Linked DNA regions of Triticum aestivum: region 1 is linked to region 2. The links are chromatin contacts, called in public Hi-C maps. All regions are on one chromosome and are shown on one strand. Each heading gives the region's core, a stretch centred on a gene start, on an enhancer-like site or on the middle of the called end of the contact. The rest is flanking DNA. Distances are from core to core; before and after follow the strand shown.

Region 1 (7,039 bases), core at 4,090-6,589, 740 kb before region 2:
CGAGAGACAGGGCGCGATAATGACCGGGGTGGCGGTGGTACGCGACGCGCTGCTACTGGCCTGGGTAACGAGCGACATGATCCCCCGATACCTGCCGGCCCGCGCAGGCAGCAGGCACCACATGGGCGCGATCGCCCCCACCCCTTTCGCGGTGCCAGCCACTGTGCCGGCGTATATCCGTCCATGCCGGCCACTGTGGGCGTACCAGCAGATACTCCTACCGCGGCCGATTCGCCCCCCGTTCCCGTGCACGCCGAGGCCGAGGCCGAGGGACCACCCCGGCCGGCAGCGGCGTGGCTGTGGCTGGCTGGCTGGCTCGTGTCGTGCGCTAAGAGGCAAGGCCGGCCTTTGAGTACCGGGCCATTGTACCGGTAGCTAGCTAGCTAGCTAGGTCGATCGCGGCCGGCCTGGATCGCATCGCATCGGAGCCACTGTAGCGGGGCACGATCCGATTCGACTCGAGTCATGTCGAGCGGTTCAATCAGCACGGACGGACGGTGCGCGCGTATATGTATCGACATCTTACTGGATTGGAGGCCACATGCGTGTCCGTATATGTGCCTGCTGCACGCAAAAGGAGGGGTTGAAAAGGCCAGTGGTACGACTTCTGATGCAGCCGCGCGCGTAGTACGTAAGATACGTGCGTATACGCGCCCCACGCCGAACGCGCCTGTCTCCTGAGTATATTGTGAACGCGCGTGCAGGCCCTGCTACCACGCACGCCCCGCGTAACCACCACCAGACGGATGACATGCTACTCGCTCCGTTCCAAATTACTTGTCGCAGAAACGGATGTATCTAAAACTAAAATACATCTAGATACATCTATACCCGCGACAAGTAATTCGAAACGAAAAAAAAGTACGTGTCAACCTGTGGTGTGTGATGTTATGATGGATTTATATCGATTTAGCTGCTTTATGTCTTGATGATGGTCGTTCGGCATCATAGCTGAGGCAAAGGGGACGTTGTTCCATCGTGAAGCAGAGCGTCACCTTTTTAGAACGAAGGCCTCAGAAAAGCCTGACTTTGAATTAACAAAGTCATCAACCGTTAAAGTGCCACCTTCACGGTGTGTCGTGTGTACATACTGTTTGGTGCGGAATGGGCCGTGCTTTGTTAGCGTGCATGGAAGAGGTGTTCCCCTACAGCCATCTGCTCCCTCACTGGTAACCAGCGACCAGCGACCATTTAATCACCAACGTACCTACGTCTCTCTCTACGTCTCTGTATGTTCGTCTCTCTACGGCTAGCCGGTAGTAGGCTGGTACTAATCTCGTAGTGGCCCAAGATCGTAATGTGGTACCGCCAAGGTCGGGCAGTTTAAATGAGCAAGTACTCGATCGGTCCCGCGCTCCAGTCATTGCACATGCACTTTGTGTCCACTCGATCCAACTCTTCTCGTCACTTCCATGCATCCCTCGTGTCCTTGATATGCGTGCCAACAACAGTACACATCAACGTTTCTCTAATCTGATTCGCCCATATTATAGTTCCATATATCATTGTGTGTGTACAACGACGGAGTGTCAAGGAAATCGAGTAACGGGCCAACCTCTTGCTCAGTGGGCCTGGGCCATCCATTTTCTTTTGAGGTAAGCCTAGGCCATCTATTGTTTTGGTTATTGTCTCAAAAAAAATCTATTGTTTTGGTTTGTTGCAAAAAAAAATTCTATTGTTTTGGTCAAATTTGTATCCACGAAGAGGAAATCGGGAGACATGAACAAGCAGCCGATTTGGTCTCCACTACGCTTTGCCGCTGTGTATACAAGGAATTAACGGGGTGGTAAAATGAGTTTTATGGTTTGTTATATGAGTCGAAAGGGTTGACTGGTCTGGATATCCTATTGGGTTCGGTCCATCGCAAGGTGACCGAGGATATGCATGATCACCTGCTTTCTTTCTTTTTCGATCAAAGGAGAGCTCCTAATTTCATTTTCATGAAACTAATAAAATAACCACCAATTCAACAAGTTCCACTAGAAACGCTCACCACGACCGTAGCTACAACTCAAGTGAAGGTGGCTCCAAGGGCACGATGGGTCCGTCCATTGCAACCATAGCCACTGGGCATGTAGAGCCACCCCGGCGAGCTGTAGGTTGCGAACCCTGAGGTCGCCTAGGGAGAGAGAGCGGCAAACACGCAACCAGTTGATGCGGTATTGCCCTCCACGTGCATCCTTGCGGCGCGCCTATAAGAAGCCGTGGATGATCCAATTAGTCTTTTGTGAGGATGGATTTGTTTAGGACAATCGCCATGAGAAAGTGTTGGTGCATGGTGTAGAGAACATGCCCGACTAGCTCCAGCCAATCCACGAGGGATGACATGCACCCGAGCCAGGTAGAGAGCTTCTTCTCGAACTTCTCGACGAGCGATGGGAGGTCCAACGTGGTCGCCTTCCTGATGGAGAGGGGATAACAAGGTATTTTAATTGCCGTGAAGTGGGTGATCGTGCAAGTTAGTTCGGTGTTGATGATGGCGAGGTGCTCATCGAGCAGCAGATAGGCGCCGCTGAGCACTTGGACAGGTTGGTGTGAAGCCCAGTCGCTGTACCAAAGACGTGGAGAATCCCTCGGGCCATAGAAATGTCGTGGGCGTCCGGGTGGCAGAAGATGACGACGTCATCGGCATACAAGGAAACGTTAGATGCCGCGTGGTGGCGGGTAAGGCAGTGGAGGAGGCCTCGCTCAGAAAATACCTAATTTCTCCAACAGAAGATGCTTCCACCTATCAATACGAGCTATGTTTCCAAAATAAATTTGTGTCTTCTTAACTACCTCGCCATTAATTAATCATAAAACCCAGTATCGACCTAAGACTGACTATACCCCTCGCATGACGAGGAACGGTCGGAGCTAATTTGGCCTCGATTTTACGGTCACAGATAGTTCCAATCCACAATTGTCTTTTTTTTCACCACAGTCGTCTCTAAAATAGTAAGAGTCATCTATGATGGTTTGGCTGATGGTTTTGCTTGGAAACGTCGGCAATGAGTGGGCAGTCCCATATGGTTGCGAACGAGTTATTACATAATGATTTGATGAACCGTTCGGGTCTTGGACGAGGATGCCCGTAGTGGCGTCTTTTGACGTTGTATTGAATTTTTTGTATATATCATCATGCATCCATATTATATAGTAATCTAAAGTTCAGAAAGTTTGGTTGGAGATATGGAATGCTAGGGAACGACACCTACTTAGCAACTGAAACAAAGTTGATATGGTTTTAAGAGATGAAAAGGGAACTGTCATTTTCTCTTCATGTAGGCAACTTTTTTCATGTCGACAAGCATTGGAAGCTGAATTGTGTGCATGTACGGAGGGTATGTCTTTTACCATCCAGAGAAGCGAATTACCCATCGAGATCGAGATGGATTCTCCTGTTGCATTTAAGTTGATCCAAGCAAAAGAGGTGGATAGATCAGTCTACACATCTCGCATCAAGGAGATCAAATATCTTATGTCTCTATGTAAATCTTGTATTATTCATGTAAGTTATAGCCAGAATATGGTTAGTGATAGTATAGTGAAGTTTGCTCGTTCTGAGGGCAGGACTATGATCTAGGTTGGGCCAGGCCAATCGGTTGCTATGGAGTTAGCTACGATCGACTGTACGAACCTTTGAGATGAGTAATACATGTTTTCACCCGCAAAAAATAAAAAGCAAACAAAGCGGCTAAAAGCAGCCGTACACAGATAAGCTGCTGGGGCTAAAGTGTAGACAGGCACTGGAACGAACGTTACACGCTAGCCATCAAAATGGAGCGTCAATTAGAGGATGCTTCTTGATCGTCCGCAATGGAGGCCACCTGGCTGACAGGGATGGTGCGTCAAGTTGCGGAAGGCACAAATTCAGTAGCATTGCCATCATCGTGCAGCAGCGAAGGAAGCGAATGCAGAGTCCACGCACAGAGCGTCGAGGATGCTCTGGGGCTGGGCTGCGGTGGAATGAAAGGAACGTATTGCAAGACACAGGCCATACAGCTTTTGGTAGGAATGTACTAGAATGAAAGGTCACTGCTTCGTACTATTGCCATGTTCAGACTCAAATGGCAGCGATTTTATCAGTAACCAACGGAGGACGGCGGAGGAGCCAAAGTGGGTACAGAGGAAGAGAGCGGCGAATAACCGGGCCACATGCATGGGCTTCGCCGCACAGACACCGACCGGCTTAATTCCGACGAATCGTCTCGCTAGATTGCAAAATCCTGCACTGCATCTGCATGCCCCAGGCCAGGAGCGAGGATCAAATGCTAGCTGCCACTCTGAAAAGGGAACAATTATTCTTTTTCATTTCGTTCACTCGCAGGGACCACCGGCATGCCACCAGCGCCAGTGGCCGATCGATCGGTCGATCGCTGTGCGCAAGTAGCGGTGAACAATGCAGAGAGACAGGCAGACAGGGCAAGTGCAGGGCAGATATATGCATGGCATTGGCATGAGAGAGCCTCTGCGCTTCTGCTTCTGGCTGGCCTCAACGTGTAGCGCCATTAAGCGCGCACGGACAGGCGCGCATGCACAGCGACCCGATTGATCGGTTCTTATCGCCCTAGCTAGCCCCCTCAGCTAATGGTGTCATTCTCACAACTCACATTCTGGTGCGGTGAAGAACTCGATGCAGTAAACTTGGTTGGTTCAGACTTCGTGGGTGAAAATGGTGCCTAGCTAGCTAGCTAGCTCATGGACGCGATCCAAAATTCGGCAGCATGCATGGCTGATGGCTCTGTATATACATACGACGTCATGGGTAGCTAGCGAAAGTGAAAAAGTTGAAGTGGGTACGGAAAAGAAGTAACCCGTCGAGAATAACCGCGCGGCGCAAGCTAACCGTGTAGGTCAAGCGGAGACGCCTGGGATCGACCCATCCCAAACCCTACTCTACGTATACTACAGTTCGGCAGCGAGCCACCGATTATTCACCCGTCACCGGGCCGCTTGCGTGACACAGTAGTAGATAATTACCGGGGGAGGGCAAAAGCAACGGGGTAAGTAATCTGCGTCGACGACTTCGCTGTCAGGGGCGGGGCGGGGCGGGGAGGGAGGCGAGGTTGTTGGGTCCGATTTTCCGACAGATGAGGCGTGCGAGATTATGCCATTCGGCGGGCGAAGGGATAGGGGAATTCCGAGACAGGCGCATATATGCCGAGCCAACTTCACTCCATTCCTCCGGCCCGGAAGAAAATAATAATACATATTCCATTCGTGTTCATTCATTCGTTCGTTCCATGATGGAAATCGGTCCGGCCCGGCCCGGCCCCGCGCGCGAATTGGGACACGTACGTGCGCGCCTTCCCCCGCCACCGCGCGCGCGCGCGTGTATATATACGGGCCAGCCCAGCCCCCCCTCCCACATTGCGACCCGAAGCAGGCAGCAAAGAGAGCGCCTCCTCCTCATCACTCGCCACTCACCAGCCAGCCTCACCTCTGCCCAGGAGACCAAAAGGCCGGACCAGCAAGCACCAATCCCACGGGGGGAGAGAGAGAGAAGCAGAGAAAGCTGGGTGGTAAGCTAACGAGTCAAATGTACTTGTAGCTTGTACCGCCCACCAATCAGCGCTGGACAGCAGCCAGCGGCTAACATCTCCTCCAACAGTGGAAAGATCGCGCCAGCCAGACGCGCGCGCGGCGCACCGCCGGCCGGGAAGAAGCACTTTCCAGCCGGCCTTGAGCCATCATGTGCAACACCGGCGCCAGCCCGCCCCCCTCGCCGCCGCCCCTCACTTGCTTCAAGAATTCCTCCCACCTGCTCCACCCCGTGGGTGACCACCACGAGGAGGACGACGACGACAGCCACCACCGCGCCCGCGCACTGGCGCTCTCCAAGGTATACGCGCGCGCGCGCGTGCGTGCTCTACGTGTAGATGCGCACATTCTATAATCTCCAGCTTCCTCCACCTGCATCTGCATGTGCCCCGGCCGGTAAATTTCATACTGGCATGGCATGCACACGTACAAGCAGGGTAGACATTCAGCTGCTAGCTAGCTACAGTACGTGAAAGGTCGCTGCCTAGCTAGCTGCTTAATGTTTATTTACTGCCTGGCCGGTAACAGCAACCGGCCGGGAGGAAAAGGAAAGCTCCTCGAGCTAGTTTGCTTTTCTGAGCTGATCGACTTACGTGTGCTCGTGTGTACGGATGGCACCAGGTGGCCGGCGAGGCGCGGGCGATCGGGCGGCTGTCGGTGCCCATGGCGGTGACGGGGCTCGTCATGTACTCGCGCAGCTTCATCTCCATGCTCTTCCTCGGCCAGCTGGGGGAGCTGGCGCTCGCCGGCGGCTCGCTCGCGCTGGGCTTCGCTAACATCACGGGCTACTCCGTGCTCTCCGGGCTGGCGCTCGGCATGGAGCCCCTCTGCGGCCAGGCCTTCGGCGCGCGCCGTGGCAAGCTTCTGGCGCTCGCGCTCCACCGAACCGTGCTGCTGCTCCTCGCGGTGGCGCTGCCCATCTCCCTCCTGTGGATCACCTCCACGGGCCACATACTCAAGCTGCTCGGCCAGGACGAGGGCGTGGCCAGCGCCGCGCAGACGTTCGCGGCGTATGCGTCCGCCGACCTGGCGGTGCTGGCCGTCCTGCACCCGCTGCGGGTGTACCTCCGGTCGCAGAACCTCACGCTGCCGATCACCGCGTGCTCTCTCTTCTCTGTGCTGCTCCACGGGCCAATCAACTACCTCCTCGTGGTGCGCCTACGCATGGGCGTCGCCGGCGTCGCGCTCGCCGTCGCGCTCACCGACCTCAACCTGCTCCTGGCGCTCCTGTGCTTCCTCGCCATCTCGGGGGCCCACAGGGACTCGTGGGTGGGTCCGACCTCCGACTGCCTCCGCGGCTGGGGGGCGATGCTCCGTCTCGCCGTTCCCACTGCCACGGCGGTCTGCCTCGAGTGGTGGTGGTACGAGCTCATGATCGTGCTGTCTGGGCTTCTGCCCAACCCGCGCGCCACCGTGGCCTCCATGGGAATCCTCATCCAGGCCACGTCGCTCGTCTACGTGTTCCCGTCTTCGCTCGGCCAGGGCGCGTCCACGCGCGTCAGCCACCAGCTCGGCG
Region 2 (7,459 bases), core at 2,470-4,969:
TGCACAACGGAAAGATGTTTTGGTTGCTTCAGTGTTATAGTCCAGTCCGCTCAATATTCATTTTAGATGAGCACTTGTAGGTCCACGTTGGGATACATGGTTGCATCTCGTGCGTGGATTAATGGATATTAATCTGTCGGATGCCAATGACACGATAGTTTGGAAGTTAACGGTGTCAGGAGTCTTCACGGTTAAAACTATGTATACGGATTTAATCAATAGCGAAGACATCCCAAGGTCGGGCCATATTTGGAGGATTAAAGTGCCGTTGAAAACAAAAGTGTTTATGTGGTTTGTTCATAAAGGTGTCATTTTAACCAAAGATAACCTAGCCAAACGTAATTGGGTAGGGAGTTCCCGTTGTTGCTTTTGTGATCAAAACAAAATAATTGAACATTTGTTTATCAAATGCCCGCTTGCTAGGTTACTCTGGAGAACTATTCATGTGGCTTTTAATGTCAATCCGCCAACTTCAATATCACAATTCTTTCATAACTGGCTGAACGGGGTGAGACCTCAAACAACAGCACAAATCAGAGTCGGAGCATGTGCATTGCTTTGGGCTATACTCCCTCCTTTCCGGTTTATAGGGCTTATCTCAAAATTTTAGTTTTTCCATTTCATAAGGCTCAATTTGATTGTTTTCCATCACATGTTCAGATTCCAAGGTGCATTAAATCATTGCATGCAAGTGGAGTACCAAGAGAAAATTGACCAATGCATGTAATTTATGCATGCATGCATTGCAATTAATGCATTGGTAAACATACTCTTTTGAGGAAAACAAGAGCATTAATTGGGTGCTTTTGCAAACTACAAAAAGTATTCCACCACCCACCATCTATCTTGGTTGGTGAGAATTTTGAATTGAGCCTTATAAACCGGAAAGGAGGGAGTATGGAATTGTCGGAATGACATGGCTTTTAACAGACAACACATTACTACCTCTCTCTCAGTTTACAGGGCGTGCGCGTACTCCTAGATCGTCAATTTGACCAACCTAATACAAGTCATATATTACAAAAAATATACCAACATAAACTTCGGAGTTTCTACTTTCAAAAGATATAATTTTTGTGTTATATAGTTTATATTAGGGTGATAAAATTGGCAACCTGGATATAGGCGCAGGACTTGTAAACTGAAACGGAGGTAGTACTAATTTTTTGCAGGTCATCTTCAGAGCGTCTACATGGATCCGTACGTGGTCCTTGCTGAGCCATACGGACCACAGGGCGCACATGGCTATTGGGTGCAACCGATGGGAAACGGTTGCACGGGATACTTACAACCGATATGGATGGCGGTCCAGTAATAGGTTAGGTGTGTAGGCAGCTTAAGCTATTTTAGCCGGTTGTGGCTTTTTTGTTTTGGCCGCGTGTGGCATTGGTTTCTTTATGATATTTTGAGAATGTTTGAGGAGACTTTTAGACCTCTTTAATTTTTAATAAAATGGTTGTGTGCATCAATGTGATGCAGAGGCCGGAGGTTATGCCTCCTTTTCTAAAAAAAATGCTTGCCTGTGTAATGAGTGAGCGACACGCCCACCATTTCTGTGCAGAAAATTGTAACACACAAAGTGAAATAGCCTACTTTGAAGAATTTTTGTGTTTATTATCTGACGTAGTGCATTTTTTGTTAGGGCAAAGTACAGCTTAAAGGACCTGCATTGTAGGGCGCCTAGCTAGATCTTGTACTAATCCATCATTGCACCCGTAATAATATGATATCCTGTCGTGTGGGAGTGAGGGAAAGACTGAGGCACAACGATACAGTCGGTCGCCACGATAAGATTCATGCAACAAAGTTGGTTCAAGTTCCCAAAGCTATCAGGGCAAAAAAGATTATAGGATCAGTTTAATTATGAGTTTTTTGAAGCTTCCCAGCATGTAACAATCGATTTTGAGTTGTTATGCGTGTTGTTAATCATACTCTACTTTTCTAATGCAAGTAAAGTATTATGCGTGTCAATAAAGATTCTTTGTGCACCTCATGACTTAATATATATACTCGTTCCAGTTCCTGAATGGATCAAAGTTGAGTCTGAGTCAGATCCGCCCGAGACCTGTTTGTACAATAGCCTAATAGATAGATGTACTATACTATTTGGTTTGGGGCCTAGTACTAGCTTGGAAATTGATTACTGTCCCGTACGTGTGGGTTTTCTCAGAAAGAAATCTTCAGCAAGGGATGTACTTTGGTAAATCACGCATGCATGGCGTGAAAAGGAGCTTTACCAGTATTGCACGACTAGATGTGCCGTGAATGTTCAAAAACTAACGGGCATTGTGATCTGCATGTGCATGGTCAATATTGCACACTCGTCATCATCGGATAGTAACAAACACCGGACAGATCTAGAGCTCGAACCTATTGAGCATGCTCCAGGTATTTGACCGGTCGTCAGACGTCGAGCAGACGAGCACCGCACCTACATTCCATCGGGAATCATCGGTCGCGATATGTTTTGCACAATGCACTTTACGTTCTCTTATGGTCTAAGAGGTTGGTCAAAGCCGAATGCAGAAAGGTGAGAGCAAGAGGGAACGGTGGTTGATCCATGGACATAGTAGGTGACCGAGTCCCACAAGCTAGACCATGCATGCACCGCCAATGGGAGAAAAGGATCTCTCATTGCAACCGACCCGGCCAATGGAGCAAGCAATAGTGGCCGTTTCAAACTAGTCCTTGGACCAGTCCACTCACCGGGAGAGATCAAGATAGGCAGATGGCAATGGCGAGCCGGTGACAGGAGGCGGACGCAAAAGCGCGAGAGTAGTCTGCTCGCTTTTCCGGCCGTCGAGGTGTGGATCGGCCAACCACGTCGCCGCTGACCGGCCGGCAGGGGTTTGGGTGCGCGCGAGTCGGCGTCAGCGAGCCGGCCGACAGTGGCTCGACGCGGCCCCGGACAGCGCTGCGACGGTTGCCCGGGGTCAAGACGTGCCGCACTGACTGTTCTCCATGCGTCCGAGGAGACATGCTCCGAAAGCGACCGGCCGGCGGTACTCGATCCTGTGCAGCACTGATGTCACTGAAGGGACCTATGCGGATCTCGGAGATCGCGGAAGTGAAGCGCGCGATCGCGGGCGCGACAGTGCGACGCTGACATGGATGCCGCCCGTGAGACGGGGTGAGTATTTGGCCGGGTCCGGGCGCGAGACGTACGGAGAAGAAGATCTCGCCGAGCGCACGCATGCATGGTGCGTGGGCGCGCAACGTCGCGCGCCGAGGCGAGGCGAGGCGAGGAGAACCGTGCGGGCACAGCACGGCGCCAGGGGAGCGCACCGTCCCGGCAAGCAACGCAACCACCAGCCAGCCAGCATCTTGACCGATCCACCCACCCGCGGCGGGGCTGGATGGATGGGAGGGCGACAGCCAGACGCACGCACGCACGTCGAGCGCGTCACATACATGTTACCGGCCGTGGCTGTCACGCAGGCCGGACGCCGGAGCACGTTGCGATTGGCGAGCCGGAGAGAGAGTTAGAGAGCCGGGTCGCCGGCGGCGCCGTCGTTGCGTACGTCGCGCGGCGTACTCCCGTGGTCATATCGGCTGAGCTGAGCGCTGCGCCGACTCGGGAGGAGCTGCGGGCGCAACCGCCGCCTCGTTCAGATCTGCGTGCACACACGCGCTGACGCGCGCACCTGCGATGCACCACACTAGCCCACTCGGCTTCGAGCCAGTGTTGAACGCTCCCAGCTTTGGTGTCTTTTCTTTTTACATTCCCAACTTTGGTGTCACACAACACAAGTGTGAACGTCTTGTCGTGCGTTGGTCGTGTGGCGTGCGTCGCCGGGTCTTCCTTTGCAGCACCCCTGAACCGGCCGCGTTACAGGTACACATATCTTCTTTTTTGACATGCTGTACGTACACGTATATTTCACGTCCCCAGTGATGAAGATGATGACATATATCTATCACGTGCACTCGCGCAGTTCATTTTCATGTATTCCCTTCTTAAACAAATATAAAAGCATTTAGATTACTATAAAGTACTACTCCCTCCGTCCGGAAATATTTGTCATCAAAATGGATAAAAAAATGTATCTAGACGTATTTTAGTTCTAGATATATCCTTTTTTGTTCATTTTGATGACAAGTATTTCCGGACGGAGAGAGTACATGGATAGGCACGGGCCGACAGGAGAGGTATGAACGAGACGCACTGGGGAACGAAGCACGCTGCGATTTTTTTATTTTTTTTATTAGGGAAACAGACACGACTGGGAAACCATTTTTTTAGACAAGAGAAACAGTTTTTTTTAGACAAACAAGAGAAGTATATGGTAAATGGCCCGTTAGCACGTCTTGGTTCCTTGGCCCGTATCAGAATACCCGTTCAAAGCCCTACTAGCCCGGGTTCTTGCTTAAAAAAACACACTGGAAAGTTTATAGCCCATTAAAGGCATTTCTCCTTAGGCTTTGTTGGGTAGATGGCAAATCATTTGCCGCTTAAAGCATCAGTTATAGCCATTTTCGTACCGAAATCGCTAATTAAAAGTACTCATTTCAAAGATCATTTTCATTTTTCTCATGTTGTGACAAGTGTTACGCTGCATGTTGCTTGTCGCAACTTGGGAATTTTAACTTTTTCCATAGATCCGTTTATTCAAAATGTTTTGTCTTCTAAACCGTGCGTCCAAATCTCAAACCGTACCGAGATCTTCAAAATTAGATGCCATGTTGATTGGATTTGATGAACTTTTTTTTAAAAAAAACCATGCCTCTCACGAAAGAAAAAAAATAAAAACACGTTTTTTTTTCCGATAGGCACGGCCGCGCCTCTCACGGAAGGTAAAAAACACATAATATGTTTTTTTTCGTTTTCAAGAGGCACGGTCGTGCCTCTCGCGGAACCAAAACCATGCCTCTCATGAAAGGAAAAAAAGGACGTCTTTTTTCGTTTCCGAGTGGCACGACGCAGAAGCACAACCGTGCCTCTCGCGGAAGCAAAACCGTGCCTCTCACGAAAAAAACACGTCTTTTTTTCGTTTCCGAGAGACACGGTCGTGCCTCTCACGATAGCAAAAAAACACACATTTTTTCCGTTTCTGAGAGGCACAACAGTGCCTCTCTCGAAAGCAGAATCGTGCCACTCATAGAAGAAGAAAAAAAAGAAAACATGTTTTCTTTTGTTTCCAAGAGGCACGGTCGTGCCTCTCGCGGAAGCAAAACTGTGCCTCTGGCAGAAGGAAAAAAAAGAGAAAACTTGTTTCTTTTCACGCCTCTCATGAAAGAAGAAAACAAAACCACGTTTTTTCATGTAAAATATAAAAAAAGGAATTTCTTTGGTACAAAAGCTATGGGAGACCGGTGGAAAACCAAAATGCCAAAAAAACCAAAAAACCCATCTAAATAGTCGAAAACGCGTGCAGGAAAAATTCAAAAAGAGCGCACAGAGTGCGACATGTGACGGCGGTTGAGAGCGCGCCAAGTGGCATGCTTTCAGTCCACCCCCTCGTTGGGAGGCTCCTGAAGGAGCGCTCCTCAACTAGTTGCTCTCTGAACATCCACACACGACTCTTCGTCAGTTCTAATGGACCAGCCCAGCTTTTAGTTTTTTTTCTTCTGGGGTTTTGTTCTTGTTCTAGAAGATTCTTTGTGGTTTCCCTCAAAGAAACAAAGTTTCTATGTGGTCATTCGGGTTCAGTTTTTTGGGTTTTTTGACTGTTTTGCTCCCTTTTTCCTTGTATTTTCTTTCGGTTATTCTCTGATTTTTTATATTTATTTCTTTTTTTGTATAATTTTCCTCTTTCATTTCCTTCTTCTCTTTTTCATTTTAATTTTTCATGATTGTTTTCAAAATCATAAACTTTAATTTTGTAAACATTTTCCTAATCGTCGGACGTCTTTCAACTTTGTGCATGTTTCTCAAATTTGGAAACTTTTCATAACTTTGTGAACTTTTTCAAATCCTCGATTCTTCTTCCAAATTGTGAATATTTTATAAGGTCATCAACTTTTTCTGAATTCATGAACTTTTTTATTTGGGGTATTTCTACCAAATCCATGTTTTTTAATTTATGATCTTTTTGAGTTCATGAGCATTTTTACAAAATTCACAACTTTTCAAATCCCTGAATGTTTTTCAAATTCATTAAGAAATTGGAGTTCATGAATGTTTTCCAGATCATGCAAATTATCATATCGAGGATTTTCTTTTTCAAATTTGTGAACTTTTTGTAATCCATGACGTAGATTGAAATTTGTGAACAATTTTGTAAATATGTGCACTTTTAAAACCGGTGAACATTTTTCAAATTTACGAACCATTTTTCGATTGGAGAACATTTTTTGTTGTTTGCGAATATTTTTCCTAATTCACGAATATTTTTTGTATTCACAAATATATTTTCCCAAACTTGCAATTTATGTTTGTTCATCAACATTTGTTTTTCAAATTCATGTAATTTTTTAAAACATGTGGAAAAATTAATTTATTACTTTGTAATCTATAGAAAACTAAAATTTGGATTTGTTTTTTGAACCAATAGCTTGCTGGTCTTTTTACTAGCTTGTGGAACTAAAGGATGGAGATGCTGTAAAAAATGGCAATCAAACCAACCAACCACTGAGCGACCGACCAGAGTGCTATTTACGCTGCGGCCGGCCATAGAGACACGCGAACGCCAACACGTTTGCTGGCGCCATAAGCATTGGTTAGTAGTTCTTGACAAAGTGAAATATTATTCGCCGCCTATAGCACCAATTATAGCTGTTTTCGTATGCAAGGCTAACACATAACTCTTTGTCGGTTCTATTGAGCCAACCCATGTTTCTCTTTTTCCCCTCACTAGTTTTGGGATTGTTCTAGTAGATTCTCGTTGATTACTCAGGTTCCGTTTCCTTGGAATTTTTTTCCTGAGTTTTGTTCTAGCTTTTGTGGTTTTTTCTCTGTATTTTCTTTTGGTTATTGTCTGGTCTTTTCTTCTGCTTTTCTTGTTCTTCTTCTTCTTTTATTTTTCCTTTTTTTCCTTTCCTTTTATTTGCCTTTCCCTTTTTCCTTTAATTTTCCATGAACCTTTTTTTAAATTCGTAAAGAGTTTTAAAAAACTACAAACAGTTTTAAAATCATGAGCCTTTTTCAATTTCATGAACATTTACCAAATCACAATACTACTTTCAAATTTGGGTACGTTTTCAGTTTTGTGAAATTCTTCCAAATACCTGATTTTTTCAAACCATGAACATTTTCCTAATTTCTGAATTTTTTCAATTTACAACTTTTCTAAAATACAAGATTTTTTTTTTAATTTATGAACTTGTTTCGAGTACATGAACAATTTCCATGTTCATGAAAATTTTCAAATCCTTGAGCGTTTTTCAAACTTGTTAAAAAATTGGAGTTCATCAACATTTTCCAAATTTACAAACATTTTCAAATCCACATTTTTTTAAAATTCATAACTTTTTAAAAATCCATGAGTTGTTTTCTAATTCATGAACTTTTTTGAAATAT

What was found. A called contact is a pair of places that touch in the nucleus more often than the background predicts.
Region 1: a contact with region 2 is called in a Hi-C map of leaf, with 3 times the contacts expected there. The contact joins the promoter of LOC123085093 here to the enhancer-like site in region 2. A contact is called at or near these places in 2 of 5 Hi-C or Micro-C datasets (both in leaf).

What each region holds. Positions count from the first base shown.
Region 1 is chr4A:55,351,063-55,358,101 of IWGSC CS RefSeq v2.1, reverse strand. It overlaps LOC123085093 (protein DETOXIFICATION 48), which reads left to right and starts at 5,339. Exons shown (of 2, transcript XM_044506675.1): 1 at 5,339-5,824; 2 at 6,145-7,039. The coding sequence starts at 5,675.
Region 2 is chr4A:54,604,876-54,612,334 of IWGSC CS RefSeq v2.1, reverse strand. No RefSeq gene overlaps it. Among protein-coding and RNA genes, the nearest start is that of LOC123081743, 75 kb to the right of the region's middle. Within about 2 kb of position 3,719, at least 1 of the 8 cell types and tissues checked has an H3K27ac peak or open chromatin away from gene starts, as enhancers often do. A contact at or near this core is called in leaf, where this site is marked.